Regions from separate parts of the Drosophila melanogaster genome. Here all the other regions are linked to region 1. Evidence: chromatin contacts called from public Hi-C and targeted proximity ligation data. All regions are on one chromosome and are shown on one strand. The core of a region is the stretch at or near the end of the contact, and the rest is flanking DNA. Distances in the headings are between cores, read along the strand shown. Region 1 holds the start of lncRNA:CR43475 (long non-coding RNA:CR43475). Region 2 holds the start of cnc (cap-n-collar). Region 3 holds the start of CG46310. Region 4 holds the start of glec (gliolectin).

Region 1 (3,956 bases), core at 1,383-3,882:
CATTTGGGTCAGAGCTATTAAGTTCTTGGCTCATATTGCGCAGTCACACTTTTCTTTCAACTGTTTACACGAGAATTTCGAAGCTATTTTGATACCCCAATATTGATAAGGAGATTTGTTGTTGACTTTAGTCAGGTTAGCATTGCCAGATGCCTGATAGAGGAAGGCACGTAAAGAGTGCTCTTTGTGGGCGCCGCATAAGTTGTGTTCTATATATTCGAGCGATAAATATAATAAAAACATTTTTCGTTCTTTATAACTTTTGTTTGGATTATATGGTTCGAAGTCTATATAAACGCACACTCTTCGATTGCGTAAACCCACTGGCATCTCCTTATGGGCCAACATGGGTGACGCACCCACCAATGGATCCACTCGATTCACAGTCGTCAGATACATACATTGACCAGTGACAATTTCCGTCAGTCTTTAGGTATTCCACATGCGAATCGCACGTCTGAAGAAAGCAGTAAACAGCGTGGAGAGTCCATAACAAAAAAAAGTGCTTACTCAACCATTTGAAGAAGTCCGCATGTCGTCTACGAGGTCTCGAGGGCGCAGGCGTCCCAGAGAGATACGTACATACGTTCTCGAAATTTGCATAGCTTTTCCCCACTTTGCGTGAAAAGTTTACCTTTGGCGGCTGGCCAGTTGGCCGGGGAAATTCAGTCGTACGCGAACAGTCGAGCAGCGTGAACGTGGCTAAAATCGAAACAATTTGGGAGTACCATCTCCCTTCCCACAAAAAGAAAACTTTGCGTTTTTAATTGCCACAAGCTTTTAAAGTGCAAGTAATAATCAAATTGAATTGAACCCATTTAGGCAAGTGCGCGTCATGAACAATACAAATACCACTCGAGGCACTTGCTCCAGAATACCCATCGCAAGCAAGCAGGAACCAACCATCGCCAGCATGGTGGAACGGTTTGTCCAGTCGCTGAGCCAACTGAATGATTCCGGCACCTTTGACAGCAGCTTCGAGATCAAGCGGATTCATCCTGGATCCTCGGCCGGTTCCACGCCCAAACATGTCAGGCATCGCTGCCTCACGGAGCTGGATCGCGAACAGTTGACCCGGTTTGTGCAGGACTTCGAAGAGCGACAGGCCAGCACACCGAAGGTCAAGTCCAAGATTAGCTCACCATACATATGCCGCAAGGCCAAGGAGTTTTATCAAAGTGCCAGTGGCAGACGCAGTGCCTCACCGCAAATAACAATTGCACCGGAGACCGTGCAGGAGGAGAAAGTGTTGGTGAATCCATTGCCTAGGAAATGCGCAGAGGCAGAGGACCTGATGCCACCACCCATGGCCATGGCACGTGTCCAGGCGGAACGACGCAGTTGCCGCAGTGCCTCCCGCGTGCTGCAGTTCTTCAGTTCGGCCACCAAAAGACGGAGTGGCAACCGAAAACTCAGTGAGCCAGAGATGGAGGATAATCGCGCCGATTCCCCAGTGCTGATCAGAGTGACCAGGGATCGGGTGGAGGAGCAACTGGGCTGTAGTCCACTGGCTGCATCTGGCGGAGAAGTACCCACCAGCTCCGAGGACGAGGAGGAGCACGACGACGGCATCAGCTCGGCCAGCTCCAATCTCACTTCACAGTCGGGCAGCTCCAATAGCCGCAATCTCTCTCCGGACTCTTCCTTCGAGATGCACGCTCCACTCCTGCCCAGCTTCAAGGTCACGCCTCCACGGGCAGTTTGTCGTGTGGGAAAGAATGCCGCCTGCGAATTTGCTCGTTTCCTGCGCGGCTCCTTTCACTCCAAGCGCGCATCGGTGACCACGCTGCGCAGATCCCTCAGCGATCCGGATGCAGTGCAGCAGATGGACTTCAGCAAGCCGCCTCCGCTGCGCGACACCACCAACGTCATGCGAGTGAGTCACTTCTAGATTCCATTCACAACCCAAGTGGGATTAATCGCGCCTGGGAGTACACTCAACAATATTTACGAAATTATTAAAATCTATCATCTAAAGCGTCAATAATAAGACGGCAATGCAAGTAGTAGGTCAAGACTGAATAGATAATTAAAAATTTTAGAATACAAATTTAAAATGAAAATTAAAATACATTTTTATTTCACGAAAAACTAAATATGATTTAAATATTTTCAAACACATGCCCCCTAAAATTTGTTGAGTGTACTTCGCCAGCTGGCGCCAATGTGATTCGCCTCGTTTCGATTCGATTCGATTCCGTTCCGATATGATTTTAGTTCCAAATTTGTTTACGCCAAAAACTCTTCATAATTTTTTCACTGGAAGCTGTTTATTTACGCTCGAGTCGTCGTCAATCAATGGCCATTAATGCGTGTCCGTAAAATCCGTTGATGGTTGTCCGTATGGCGGCACCTGGCTTCCAGCGAATACCCCAGCCCAAGAATGATCCCCGAATGATCTTTGAACTCGTCAGCTTCGTGGTGTTTACCCTGCGTTGCATTCTAGATGTACGCCAAATTGGATTACGCCATTTAGTAATAGTTTATTGGTCCATATAAATTAGCTGTTTGTAATGCCACAAATCGATCAGCATTAAATTCTGCGCAAATTCAGGGTTCGGAATTAGGAAGAGAATTCGAGACGTAGAATCAATAGATGTGTAGATGCGATTTTATATTATAGTTCGTTTGATAATTTTTAATATACAGGTAATAATCTGAATTGTTCGTGTTTCGAAATGATTAGATTCACTTTTACTGCTTAGATTTCCCTTTTAGGAAGTACTTTTTCTATGTGTGTATGCAATGTATCACCTCAAGCGAAGATGTCACCCATTGGTATTAGATGGCCAACGATTGCCAGCCATAATGACTTTCTAATTATCACATTTGCATGGGCGTCGCGTGCCGCATTTCACTTTTCAATGGTGCTCATGGGTCATCACTTGGATCCTCGGTTGCCAAGTGGGAAAGTGGCCCACGCCGATATAAACCATTTCCATTGATCAATAAAGAAATTAAGTAAATATTCCCATCGCATTGCCCACACTTTGGGCCGCACAAAAGTAGTCGTTAATCGCCGTCTGTGGGCATTGTAAAAATTCCATTCACATATCCGTACGATTCCTGTACTTAAATTTTAAATACATATTGTATATGTATCTTCCGCCTGGAGTTTTCTGAACAGAACGCATATGACCCGCATTATCTTCCATAAAATTAACGCAAACAAAAAGAAGCAGGAAAAACAAGCAGCATGCCGGATATTTAATTTAATGTGCACAATTGTTCAAAAAAGCGATGCAGGCAAACCTACCGTAACTGGGAAATTGGAATCAATTGACAATGGAAAAAGACAGCAACTAACTTTCCAGAACTATCCAAAATTAACTTAGTTTCTTTGAAAATTTAAATGAATATCAGTTTCTGTAAAATTGAAAAATGTTCCTATAGAAGCTCCACTGTAATTCACAAATGTAAAACGATGTTTGTTGTTGCAATTGGGGATTTGGGAACGGAACAGATGGGATTGCCTGGAATTGGCTCATTTACGCACAAAAACGCAGATGGAAACCAGTGCGAAGTGCGTAAAATGGGGGAAATTATAGTTCCCTATATTTTTTTGCCCACTGGCCTTTAGCTAAACAAATCATAAATAACTGTGAAATTATAGACAAAAAACGCACACGCGGCGAAAAGGAAAAATAAAATAATTTTCCAGTGCTCACATGATCTGGAAATTGGACGCTGATGGGGGGTCGACTTCCACGCGTTCTTTTCAGAGCCCTCCTCACCTCCTTCGTTGATCTACACTTTTGTATATCTGCAAATTGCTTAATTTATCAACCAAATGCACAACAACAAAGCAGCGGCCGCCCGCATTCCAGTTGCCTTTGCTTGGCATTTTAATTATTCCAAATGTTGTCTGGGACTTTCTTTGTTTACACCACTGGAAGGATGGAATGGTGGAAGGGGGTGGGATCGGATCGCTTAATTTATTTGCCAGCGTGCTTTGA
Region 2 (3,935 bases), core at 412-2,911, 600 kb before region 1:
CCGAAAACAAGCCGAAATATAAATAATACAAAAAGAACACATTATAACAGAGAAACTCAAAGCCCAGAAGAGAAAAAAACCTTAAATTCGGAAAGATTAAGAAAGTTATTCAGATTAACGGAATCAAAAGTTTATGGTTTTTGTTTAAAACATGTCCTTATTTAATTCTTAGCCCATTCATCGTCTAAGTGCATTGTACAATGCATATCCGTCCACAGCTTTGATTGACTTATCTTATTTGGGTTCCATTAAGTTTTCTAAAAAACAAACACACAATCTATCCTCAACCCGTTCCGAACTCCTACTCCCGCTTTGTCCTGGAGTTGAAGAATGGCCTTTTCGAAATTCAAGGATCAAATATCAATTCTAGTTAATTTTATTAGAAGAAATTTTTTGGCAATCGGCATCAGTTTAAAGAAAAAATTAGTAATTATGCATTGTCTATTAGGTTTTATATTAAATTTCGCGTATGGAAAATACCAAGTGTATCTAGAATGCAATGAAAAGCAGGCAGAGCAACTCTAAAGACGTAAACCTAATTGTACGCTAATGATATATACACATCTATATATAAATATATATATATATTTACATAATGTAGTTTAAGTCAAATGGGAATATTAATAAAAACGATAACTAATCTGTAAATATTATGGTAATATAATTTAAGTTGTTCGTGGTTCTATGTGTGTGGTCCGGCGATCAATAAAGGTTGTAACGTGTGCTCGGTGTGGGGTACAGAAATCACCTAGATAGAACAACCATCAGACCCAGACCTCCTAACAATTACCCCCAGACCAATTAATCTCCTGAAAATTACCTCAGATAACATAACCTCCGCCCCATGCAAAGCATACTGCCGGGTAAAAGTTGACCCCCCCCCCCCCCCACCATATGAGTGTTCGCACTGACAAACTAATGCCCATTTAAAATATATCCGGCAGGCAAATTACACCCAGGTAAATTAACTTCCAGATAATTTAACCGGCGGTCAAATTAATCTCCAGATAAACTAAGCTCCAGATAAATGAAACTCCGGATAAACTAACTAACCGCCGGAGAAATGAACCCCCAGCTAAATTAACCGGCAGGAATTTTACCCTTGGGTAAAAAATAACCTCCAGAAAAAAATCCGACCAATCGAACTTTACCTGGCACTTTAACTTTACCCCCTGGCAGATTAGTCCCAACATAAACTGGCCACCAGATTTGGTTACACCAATCATAGTGATAAGCGCTGATCAAAAGACGCAATTTACAGTGCCAACAACCGCGTAAATACTGTGATTCTCCTCGCTCTCAACGAATTGGCGCCGTCAAGCGGAAGAAGTCGTTTGAATACCACCACAGCTGTGCACAGGTGTGTGTTAGCGGATCAATTAAGAAGCTGGCGCTCAAATTAATAACAACACAGCAGGTTAACAGAGGCGCCGACTGCGACAGCGCACTTGCCCTGCGCTATCTGCTCGCTATTATTTTATCAGCCAGTTGGGGCCTCTAGAGCGTCCCATCCCATGCCGTTTGCCTGTCCCCTCTCTCTCTCTCTTCTCTCCCTCTCTATCTCTGCTTGGTTTTGTCGCTTCCTCGTCTCTCTCTCTGTTTTATTGCCGACGCAAACAGCTGAATCGGCGAGCGGCGACCATTGGCTTTTCAGAGTTTTGTCAGTGTTTTTTGAACAGCCGTTCAGTGAATTACAATCGACCAGCCATTCGCTCGCTTGCTCACTTATCGTACCCCCCCCCCCCTGGCCACCGCTCTGTTTGCCACCCAACCAGCTGATATTGTGGATACTCTTAAGTGTACTACATGTCGTATACGTAATATTCGACAAAGCTCTCTTTTTATCGAGCAAGTGTTTTGAGCGTGGCGCGCTTTTCCATATAAAATCAAAACAAAAAACGTAGTTCTAAAGTTGCAGGTACCAAGCGTAGGTAAAGAAATACAACAATAGTTAAATAAATTATAATTACGGGTGCGAAATAATAACATTTAATACCGGGCAGTTGAAGGGCCACAACAATTGCGTCGTTAAGCCCGTCAAGTTAATTTAACCGCCACCATACCCCCCGTGGAAATGAGTTGTTAGTGCCGCAGTGTGAGTGCCCGTGTTTGTCTAAGTCTGCGTGTGTGTGTGTGTGTGTGTATCTGTGTTTTGGCATTCTAGGCATTCATTCGACCCAATCAACAAGTTCAATTTAATACAAAACTTTTGGCTTTCCCTCTCATTCGCCCACATTTGCAAAATAATAGTTTACATATATAGAATAATTCTGTGGAAATTTTGCGCACAAAATGTTTCGCATAAATTTACCGGCATGTGGTCATCGGTGCTCGTTCTCTTAAGCTCTCTTCACGAAAAACTCTTGAACAACTAAAACCTATGGACTCAGTGACATATACGTGAATATTTACATTATTTGCCTGGATGTGTGTGTTTTTGCTAATGATAATGATAACGCAAGTTCCACTTGTTCCCCCAAACAATTAAATAATATTGAAAACAATCAAATGAACGCGCTACGCTTCAAAGATTTCAAGCTATATACAAGTGTGTACGGAAAATATATACCTATCTGGATAACAAACCCACAATTGAGACGCCCCATCGACTATTATGTTCGGCAGCTTCTAAAGACTTTGTCACGACATTTTCGTTTTAGTTTATTATTAAAAATATATATCCCCCCACGCGAATTAAAAAGTCAAACTGCATGACGATCCCTAGACACGGACTGGCTGTCTCTCTCTCTACCGCCCCTAGCCCACCCCCTCTCTCTTTCTCTCACTCACCTATTGAGGCGAGATTGTCAGGTAATTGCTAAAATCAATATGTACCGTGTGTTCGGGGCAAAGAATACTTGAGATCAGCCGCGCAAGGCTTGTTTTGAACTTTGCCTGCTTGGTGTTAGCTTGTTTCTCACATTTTTTCTCGCATTTTTCTACGAGTTTTAATTAAGCCCAGAGTTGATTCGAATTATAAACTACGTCAAGGCATCAAGCGACTGCCTCAGACAACTGCGAAAACAACAAACAGAGGGTATTTATTAAAATCAACACGGGCAAATCAACTTACACACGTGAAATCGGCAATACTCTTGCTTTGTGTGACAAAAGTACTCGAAGACAAAGAAAACTTTTCTCTTCAGAGATTGTAAAATCTTACTAGAAAAAATCATAATAAGCGTAACTTATTCTCTATTATATCTATTTTAAACTTGCTTAAACATATGCCACAAATGAAATTTTGGTGAAATTTTAATTACAATAAACAATACTGCCTTGATAGAACAAATCGATTAGAATTTCTTGATTAATTTTCATGTTTTCTATTCCAAAATAAAGTAGCTTTTCTTCTTTTGACAAAATGTTTCGAAAAGCGCTTCTTTTCCATTCCAAGAGTATAGCCACAGATAAAAAAACCTAAAGAAACTGGTTTTGTTTTTATTTATCTCGACTCGAACAGATTTGCAATGTTGACTTGGATTCGGGGAAAAAACCGTTCGATATTAACTAAGTTTGTATTGTGATTTCACTGTTTATAAATATGAATACCTGGACCAGAATGATTTGCATAATGAAATATGCTTAAGGTACTGCCCATATTATTTATCTTTGCGCAGGTGCACAGTACGAAATCTGATTACATGGATTGAAAATTTAGCAAAATCTTTAATGCGATGAATTCTCATAAGATCAAGTTTCCATTAATTGGCTTATAAGCGATAACAATCTCACTTGACAACCCATTTAAGCCAACACATTTTAAGTTGATTGATATTTGATTTTTTATAAACTCAATGACGTCTTCCTCAAAACATATATTTAAGCTCCGATTAAAGCATTTCGATGCCCAAAACTAGCAGTTCTAAAACGCACTTTGTATCTTACAACTTTCATTTCCAGTTTTATTTTAGCCAGACTGTTTTTGTTACCAA
Region 3 (3,811 bases), core at 77-2,576, 550 kb before region 1:
AAACAAACTAGTTTTGCTGCCATTTGTTATGTTTTTCTCTTGTGGCGGCTAGCACGTGCTGCTTCTTCTCGCTTTCAAACAATGCATTTGGAAACCCGTCCATAAACTTAAAAGCCGCATGTGATAAATGAAATCGTTTAGCTGGGGGCATTTAAGCCAGGCTTTTACACGGAGTAAAAACAGAGTGGTTTTTACATCAAACTGATACATACATACATATGTGGCAATATTGCAGTGACTAACGTTTAGTCATCTTAAACTATTCATAGTAATTGGTCACCATTTAAAGTATACTACAATTAATTATTCCCTTTGCACAAAGTATTCTTATATTAAGATGTATATTTTTGGTGAGTGTAGTTGTGGCACTACCAACTTACTCGTACATGGCATCCACCAGATCGCGCTCCCAGGTCATCAGACGCTTCATTTTGGCCAAAAGGAATTTCGTGGTGTTTTGTATGGACTCGAGGATTTCGATTTGGCTTAGGTGTTTTTGGGATTTTGCACTGGCACGCGCTGCTGCGTTGTGTAACGTGTATAATGCTATGTAAATTTGCTGTTTCTGTCGCGGTTTGGGGATCTCTGTTTGGTTTTTATGCGATGGCAGCAACTGAAATGTAACGGCAACAGCGACGTCGGCAGAGATGTTGAATTGACAGCTCCTCCTTCACCGGGCAAAACAACAACGAAACGAAACTGTTCGCGGCAACCTTGGCTACAATTGTTGTTGGTATTATTATTTATAATTTGATTTTGTAGTTGTTGCTATTACAATTATGACGATTGAAAACAAAAGATTCGAGCACTTTTCAGATTAACTTTAATACTGTTGGCAAAGCGGATGACGTTATCGTTGGATAAACTCGTGTGTGAGGCAGGTTTCGGTTGCGGGTTTTTATTTTTGCGAACTTTTTTTTATGTATTTTCGATATTTATGATGTGCTTCTCTCCCTTTTTATTTAGTGGGTGCTCTTTATCACAAATGCGTTCTTTTTGTGGTGGGAAAGGCAAATATGGTTTTTATTTTGAAGTAAACAAAGGCGAGCATAATTTGTTTTCCGAACGAATCGCTACAGAGAGCGGTTGCACAGTTAGTTTTGAGTTAAAAGTGACACTTTGTGGCTAACGGTGAACTGTTAGCGATGACAGAACTGTTTCTAACGGTGTCTTTGCTACCACTGGGCCAATTGTGGCACGAAATGCGTTTTAAGTAGCTCCGTGCTGCCTCTCTTTTGGGGATCTTGCAACGAGAGAGAGAGAGGAGAGCGAGCGAGAGCGCGGCGCAGGTGTATAACTTTCTGCGAAGACGGCTGAACTCAAACTGAAACGTTCGGTTGACAGCTTTGTTGCTTTTTATTATTTTGAGTTTAAAGTGGAAGACGCGATAGCAGCAATGCGGCAGCACAGCCACAGCGCAGAGCAAAAGCAGCGGCAAAAGCAAAGGCAGAGCAAACACACAGAGTGACAACAGCGCGTTGCTAAAATCACACATACGCCCGGTTGGCAAACACTCTCAAGCATGAAATACAACAGCTGATAAATTCAGCTCATTTCTTTTGTTGTGAGAGATTAGGGGAAGGAGTGCGCAAGAGAGGAAGAGCAGAGCGAAACAGAAAGAACTCTCATTATGCACGGAGAAAAACAAGAACTTAGAATCTAATTACAACATTCGCATAACCTAATTTTCTTGGATTGGATACTTTATAATATAAATTAATATAAATAATTTTCGAGTTTTTAAAATTCAGATAAGCTATTATTAGACTTTTCTCTCACTGTACCACTTTAATTCGCCCTTAAATCAGGCAATTAATGTCCCGAATTCGCCGCGTGTCCATAAACAGTTACATTGCCTGACAGCCGATCGTTTTAATAAATCGCCAGAGACAAAAGACACTTAAACAATATTCATAAGTCGGAAACTGGCGGGCAGGGTAAGCCGCGTACGGAGTGACAATCAAGTTTAAAGATTTTCGCCAATTAGCGCGCATAAAACTCAATTTATAACTGCAGTTTCATTAGTGTCATCAATGTGGACATGTGTGTACATATTTATGCATACCATCAGACAGTGAAATACTAATATCTGCACGTCTCTATAAAAATATTTGTATATTAGCCACGATATGCGATAATCAAATCGAGCACGCCTGCTTATTCAATCAAAATTCGTTAGATGATTAGCGGCTTATGGAAATGACTCCGTATCTCCGTATCACCCAAAATAGATTCCGTGGTGCATGTGACTCCTGACAAACATCCCGTTAAAAAAGTTACGTTTGCATTGCGACTAATTTATTGTCGGCTCTCGATTGCCCTGATATTTGATATCAGCGGTTCGGGTTTGCACACGACCAACTTGTAGGCTTCATAATCACCTGATGGACTCATGGACAAGTTAACAGATGGATCAAGCCATCAAGCACACTCTTGCTCACTTCAGATAAGCTCGAGGATCAAGTAGTGCTGATTGTGAATGGTAATCCTTTGAGCAGTTATCATTTCCTCGTATTCCCTTTCAGACAGCAGTTACGTCTTGAGGCTTAGTAAATGTTTCAGAATATGTAACTATACTTTCCATCACATGATGATGTCAAATATGGATCAATTCATCAGCCAACCCATTATTTCACTTCTTACACTTTTTAAATTATCTTCTGTAAAGTATTAAAAACGACATGACATGGTTCTTAAGTTTTTAGACTCAAAAGCACCAACTGTTCATCAAAATGTATTGAATTAAATTAAAGATAATAGTAATTTAAGATAGTACATTAGCACGTGATAAATTGCAGTTTGCCATTTTCATGAAAAAATTGATCAGGCAAAACCTTAATAGGTTAGCAATATTGTCAAAGTACAGTCTGTGTGTTAGGTAAAATAATGATTGTTACCCCTCATTTTGTTAATTGTAGTGGGTTCCCAACACCTAAATGTTAAATGTATGCACTTAGTACCGCTTGTAAAACGATTAAATAATTCCAGTTCTTTCCGCAGATCAATTTACAACGTACGTATGGCCGATAATTGACCGTTCGAATCTTGCCCAACCCACTGCCAAGTGGTCACAATCATCGAATCGTTGAGCGGTGATTCCACGGCGACTTATCGCATGGATCTATCATCATAAAAATAATTAATTTCCCTGAATCGTGAGCAATCGGCTATATTCGCTCGGACAGGCTCGAGTGGCGCACGATCGGCGACTATTGCCAAATATTGGCCAAATCAATTGTTAACGGAAATGAGGCAAAAATCAATCATACGCACCGTGCGCCGCTGACAAAGATTGCGCTCCTCAAAAGAAAGTGTGTCGAATTGTGCCGCAGAGCACAATATATCAGCATCGAAAGCACTCAATATCTATTTATAGCGGATGTGTCCGTGAGTAGCAAGCATAATTCTCGGCATCCACATAGGAAATTCCCGCGGATTTTCGATTCTGGCATTTGGCCAGAATCAAAAAAAAAAATGAGTGTAAGCCACAGCGGCCGGCCGCCGAGCAGTTAACACGTTTTTAATTAACTTATGTACAAGTGAATTAGTGGATTGCCAAACTGAAAATCGAGAATTCGAGGCTCCACGGCGGCGCATTATGCAAATTTATGTCAAGGCAGGGGCAGGTGCAAGTCATTGACTCTGGGCACTCGGTTATCGGTTCTCTGGGAGAACGTTCTTATAAACATCGTAGAGTTTGCCGCGGCATTAATGCTCGGTAAACAGACACATGCGTAATGTCAGGGGCGTTCATTTCGGCACGGATAGTACACAGATACCGTCGAGTCTCAATTCCCAATTAAGGCAGCCA
Region 4 (3,889 bases), core at 712-3,211, 770 kb after region 1:
CATGCATTCGACAGTGAAAAATCAGCGCAGCTACGAGATATTAAAAAAAAAACAAAGCTGAATCGCAGTTGTTGAAATGGTAGAATGGAAATCTCTTTTGAAACTTTCACACATTTCCAACTGCATTGTTACCCTCTCGAGTGCCACGTCATTATGTGGATTTTTTGGCGCGAGGGTTGGTTTTTGCACAGACCTACTCTGACACGACCTGTGCCACCGATCCACCCGATCCGATCCGATCCTATCCCATCCCATCCCATCCGATCCTCAACCCCTCATTCACCTCGCGAGCAGGTAGTTGCCAATCCGAATTGGACATCGCGCCAAAAAATATATGAGGAAGGGATATCAATCTTCTATACAGTAATCTCCGGAAACGCGAAACTTTTACTAAGAGTTGCTGAGATTTATTTAGTTCGATACATGAAAGTAATAAGTGAATAATCTGCAGTAATATATCTAGGAATATATTCAATTGGTATCCCTTCTAGAAACAATACATTTGTTTGTAAAGCAGATACTACATATGAAGATGATAAGAAAGAAAAACATTTATTCATTCTGGCGAAAATTCTTATAAAAGCTTATAAAGCCAATACAGACACCATCTGTATCCCTTTGCGAGGGCCCACTGTACGCCTGAAAACAATAATAAATCGCAATCCTTTGGGCGCGTCCTTTGTCCGGGGCACTCTTTAAAATGACTAATCGGTCAAAGAGCCAGACGAAATGGGCCTGAAGACTCCTCCGATTCGAGGTAACACCAGCTGCGCCTCCTAACCAACCACCAGTGGAGTGGGGGCCAGTTTATCGGTTCGGCTGACTCAGCATTATTGAAATTGAAATGACTTGTGGTCCACATTATTTACTACTACCAATACCACTACTACAACCTACTACCTCTATTTCTATGCGGTTTTCACTTTCGTTTGTTCGAGATACGCTTGAATTGCCGCCGCAGGCGCGAAAGTTGTTTATGATTTTTTGTTGACTATTTTGAATTTTTCGTATTCCTGTCGCTGGCAATTTGTTCTAGCCACGTCTGGCCGCCAATTAGGCCGTTTAATGCCGCATGAAGCCCGACTCGACCTTGAGTTAGGGCCCAAAACGCGCTAACATATCAGTTAGTTAGCGTTTAGCTCAGTATTTGTGCGAGGTAAATAGCAACGAGCCAGCAGTCCCTAGCATAACTAATTGTATTTACACGGCCTATAATTGGCACACAAAAAACGGATTCACTTTCCGTAATTGTTACATGTAAATATCGTAAGTATAAGATGAGCAACTGCATTATTCTGAGCTAGGAATCTCTATTTGCATGGGATACATTTAATAGTGAGGTGTGGCATTGTGTTTGAGGTACTGCATGTTGGCATCTCAAATTGGGTGTTATGATGTCATCGATTTAATTTATAAACTACTTGGAATTCATCATATGTTTGCTTGCAATGCAATTCAGTTTGATGGCCAACCTTGAGTAAAAAAAAAAATACGAACTTGGAGATATGATATTTTTCTTAATTTTAAATTTCTAAAATTTCACTTCAATTCATTTGAACATCAAGGAAGTAAATGTAATTTATGACGTCATCTCAGTAGCCAGAGATGTTCCCTACTCGCGCCACCTCTCAAAACTGCTGCAGTTAAAAGTGCAATAGCGGTGCTAGGAAACAATTTTTATGGAAATAAACATATATTATAAGCATATTGAATATTATAGCTTCGATGTATAATTTTTGAAATATTTTCTAGATCACTTTCAAGTATGTTTTTCTGTGCATTTCACCCTAATGTTAATGATACCCAAATGTAAGAGAGCGTAAAAATGCTGAAGAGAGTCACGAAAGAGCGCAGAGTGACCGTTTCGGCGGGCCAAAAGCGAAAGTAAAGCGTTATCGATGCGGGAGCAACTGGTCACACTGCGCCATATAAGCTATATAACTTGCTGAATCCCTGGTCTCTGCGCGATTCAGTCTTTGACTCTCCACCAATTCGGTCGCTTGCGTTTGCTCCAGCTGCGTTCTTTTCGCTCTCTTTGGCTCGCGTGAAAGTCGTAAAGTTCAGCTAGCTCTCTACGATACAGAAAAAGAAACGCATACAACAAATTCGCCAGCGATAGAAAACCGATTTAAACTGCAATTGCAATGCCTAAAATGCGTACGTGAGTTTCGCGCAGTGATCGCTGTGAAAGTTCAAGTGAAAGCGGAAAGAAGAAACAAAGCGAGAATACTTCAAAAGCAATAAACCAAAAAGTGCAAAAATACCTAAAGTTTAAACAAAGAAAACAAGTTATACAAAACCATAGCCATGTTGTGTCCGCCAATGGCCCTGGGCCCATTTCTCGCCGCCCCCGTGCCACGCCCACCGCCCAGCGCATCGGAGAAGAAGAGAATCTGTCGGAACCTATTCAATAACGCTCCCGGGGACTCGAATATCGATCAGCTGTTGGCCCAGGAGCAGCACACGCAGAGATTATACGTTAAGGAACGCTACGGATATGACATCCAGCTGGAATCTAATCGGGATGCGGATGCGAATACGGATGCGGATGCTGATACGGATGCCCATTGTCAGGTCCTGCGCGGAATGCGGTATCCGACCTCAAGGACGATATCCAGCACCGATGCCGATGAGTGCAATCCAAAGGCAGTCAGCCAAGCGCCGAGGGGCATGGCCCTGACTCCCGCCCAGATCTCCGCCAGCGCAAAGCTGATCCTTCAGAAATGCCCGGAAAGCGATCGCAAAAAAAGCAACGGCAGTGCGGATTTGGCCAACTGCACGCGACATGGCCAAAAGCCATATGCGAGGCAGCCACAAGGCCTCAAAGGTAGGTTTTTTTTTTCCATGATTTGCATGTTTTTGTTTCACCTGAAACGCTGGGTGCTTGCTCAAAATATACGAATAATGATTACTCTTTGGTTCCAAGTTATTAAGTTTAATATACTTTCAAGTTATTGTTAAATTTTCCCAAAGAATCAGAGCAGAATCAGAATATAGTGAAATCTCTAAAATTAAAAAAGTCTCCTTCGAATTATCTCATACATTTCCTCGGTTTTTGTACGTATGTTCTATTTACTAAGATCCCATGTACTTCTTATATAGATGATCCAATAAGCAGACACCTGATTTTAGTTGCATTTTCCGTTGTTCCTTCCTCTTGCAGTCTCTGCTTTGTGCTCGTCCTTTGCCACAGTCGTCACCCTTATAAAATTCCTCCCCTTAGTTGAAAAAAAAAACCACCCTTATTTTCTGATTTTCCTAATTTCGTTTTTCCCCTTCTGCGTCGATTCTTATTGTCACTTCTTTCCTACCAGTTTTTATTCTCTTTATTTTGGCTAGTTTTTCCGATTCTTTGTTCGTTCATTCACGTGCGTAGGGATTTATCTCTTTGGTTACTCGAAAGTGAATTGGGATACATTTACATATCTGATGAATAACAGAAAACTCAAAAAAGTATTATTGTTTGGCCCCATTGCTTAATCGAATTCGAATAAATTTCTCTAATTTCAAATAATTTGAAATAATAAATGTATTCAAAATCATTGTATTATGAAATTTTAAAGATTCAGTACAAGTTTCTACGACTATTGCCTTAAGTTTTAGCAACAAGACAAGGGACTATTAATGCAGTCCATTGTTATCTAATAATAGATTTAAGATGAACGCTATTAAAAAAAACTTACCAGTTTGTTTATATTAAGCATCACTTATGGACGTTCGACTGTACCTTTAATTTTTGGCTTATTATTATTGCTTTACTTTACGCTGATATTCCGCCGATAGCGTGGCATTCAGTGAGAGAGGGAGAGCTGGGAAGAAAGAGAGCTGGTCTCCAGTTTGTCTTTGGTTTGGCAGTGTGTCAAAGCGAAAAAGCTAAACAAAAAATAAA

Evidence for each region. Hi-C and Micro-C count contacts between places; a contact is called where the count stands out from the background.
Region 2: a contact with region 1 is called in a targeted proximity ligation map of the Kc167 cell line, with 2.6 times the contacts expected there. A contact is called at or near these places in 1 of 107 Hi-C or Micro-C datasets (embryo) and 1 of 7 datasets of targeted methods (the Kc167 cell line).
Region 3: a targeted proximity ligation map of the Kc167 cell line shows a contact between it and region 1, with 6 times the contacts expected there.
Region 4: a contact with region 1 is called in a Hi-C map of the Kc167 cell line, with 2.5 times the contacts expected there. A contact is called at or near these places in 2 of 107 Hi-C or Micro-C datasets (the Kc167 cell line and the ML-DmBG3-c2 cell line).

Annotation. Positions count from the first base shown.
Region 1 is chr3R:22,627,473-22,631,428 of dm6, reverse strand. It overlaps lncRNA:CR43475 (long non-coding RNA:CR43475), which reads right to left and starts at 2,632. Exons shown (of 1, transcript NR_048466.1): 1 at 2,130-2,632. The region is part of intron 2 of loco (locomotion defects); the gene reads left to right. It also overlaps asRNA:CR43474.
Region 2 is chr3R:23,224,437-23,228,371 of dm6, reverse strand. It overlaps cnc (cap-n-collar), which reads left to right and starts at 1,661. Exons shown (of 10, transcript NM_001260333.2): 1 at 1,661-1,927. It overlaps CG4467, which reads left to right. Exons shown (of 13, transcript NM_001043282.2): 13 at 1-645.
Region 3 is chr3R:23,171,388-23,175,198 of dm6, reverse strand. It overlaps CG46310, which reads right to left and starts at 1,326. Exons shown (of 4, transcript NM_001347788.1): 1 at 381-1,326. The coding sequence starts at 1,051. The coding sequence ends at 980. The region is part of intron 2 of Irk1 (Inwardly rectifying potassium channel 1); the gene reads right to left.
Region 4 is chr3R:21,854,338-21,858,226 of dm6, reverse strand. It overlaps glec (gliolectin), which reads left to right and starts at 1,961. Exons shown (of 2, transcript NM_079719.3): 1 at 1,961-2,827. The coding sequence starts at 2,308.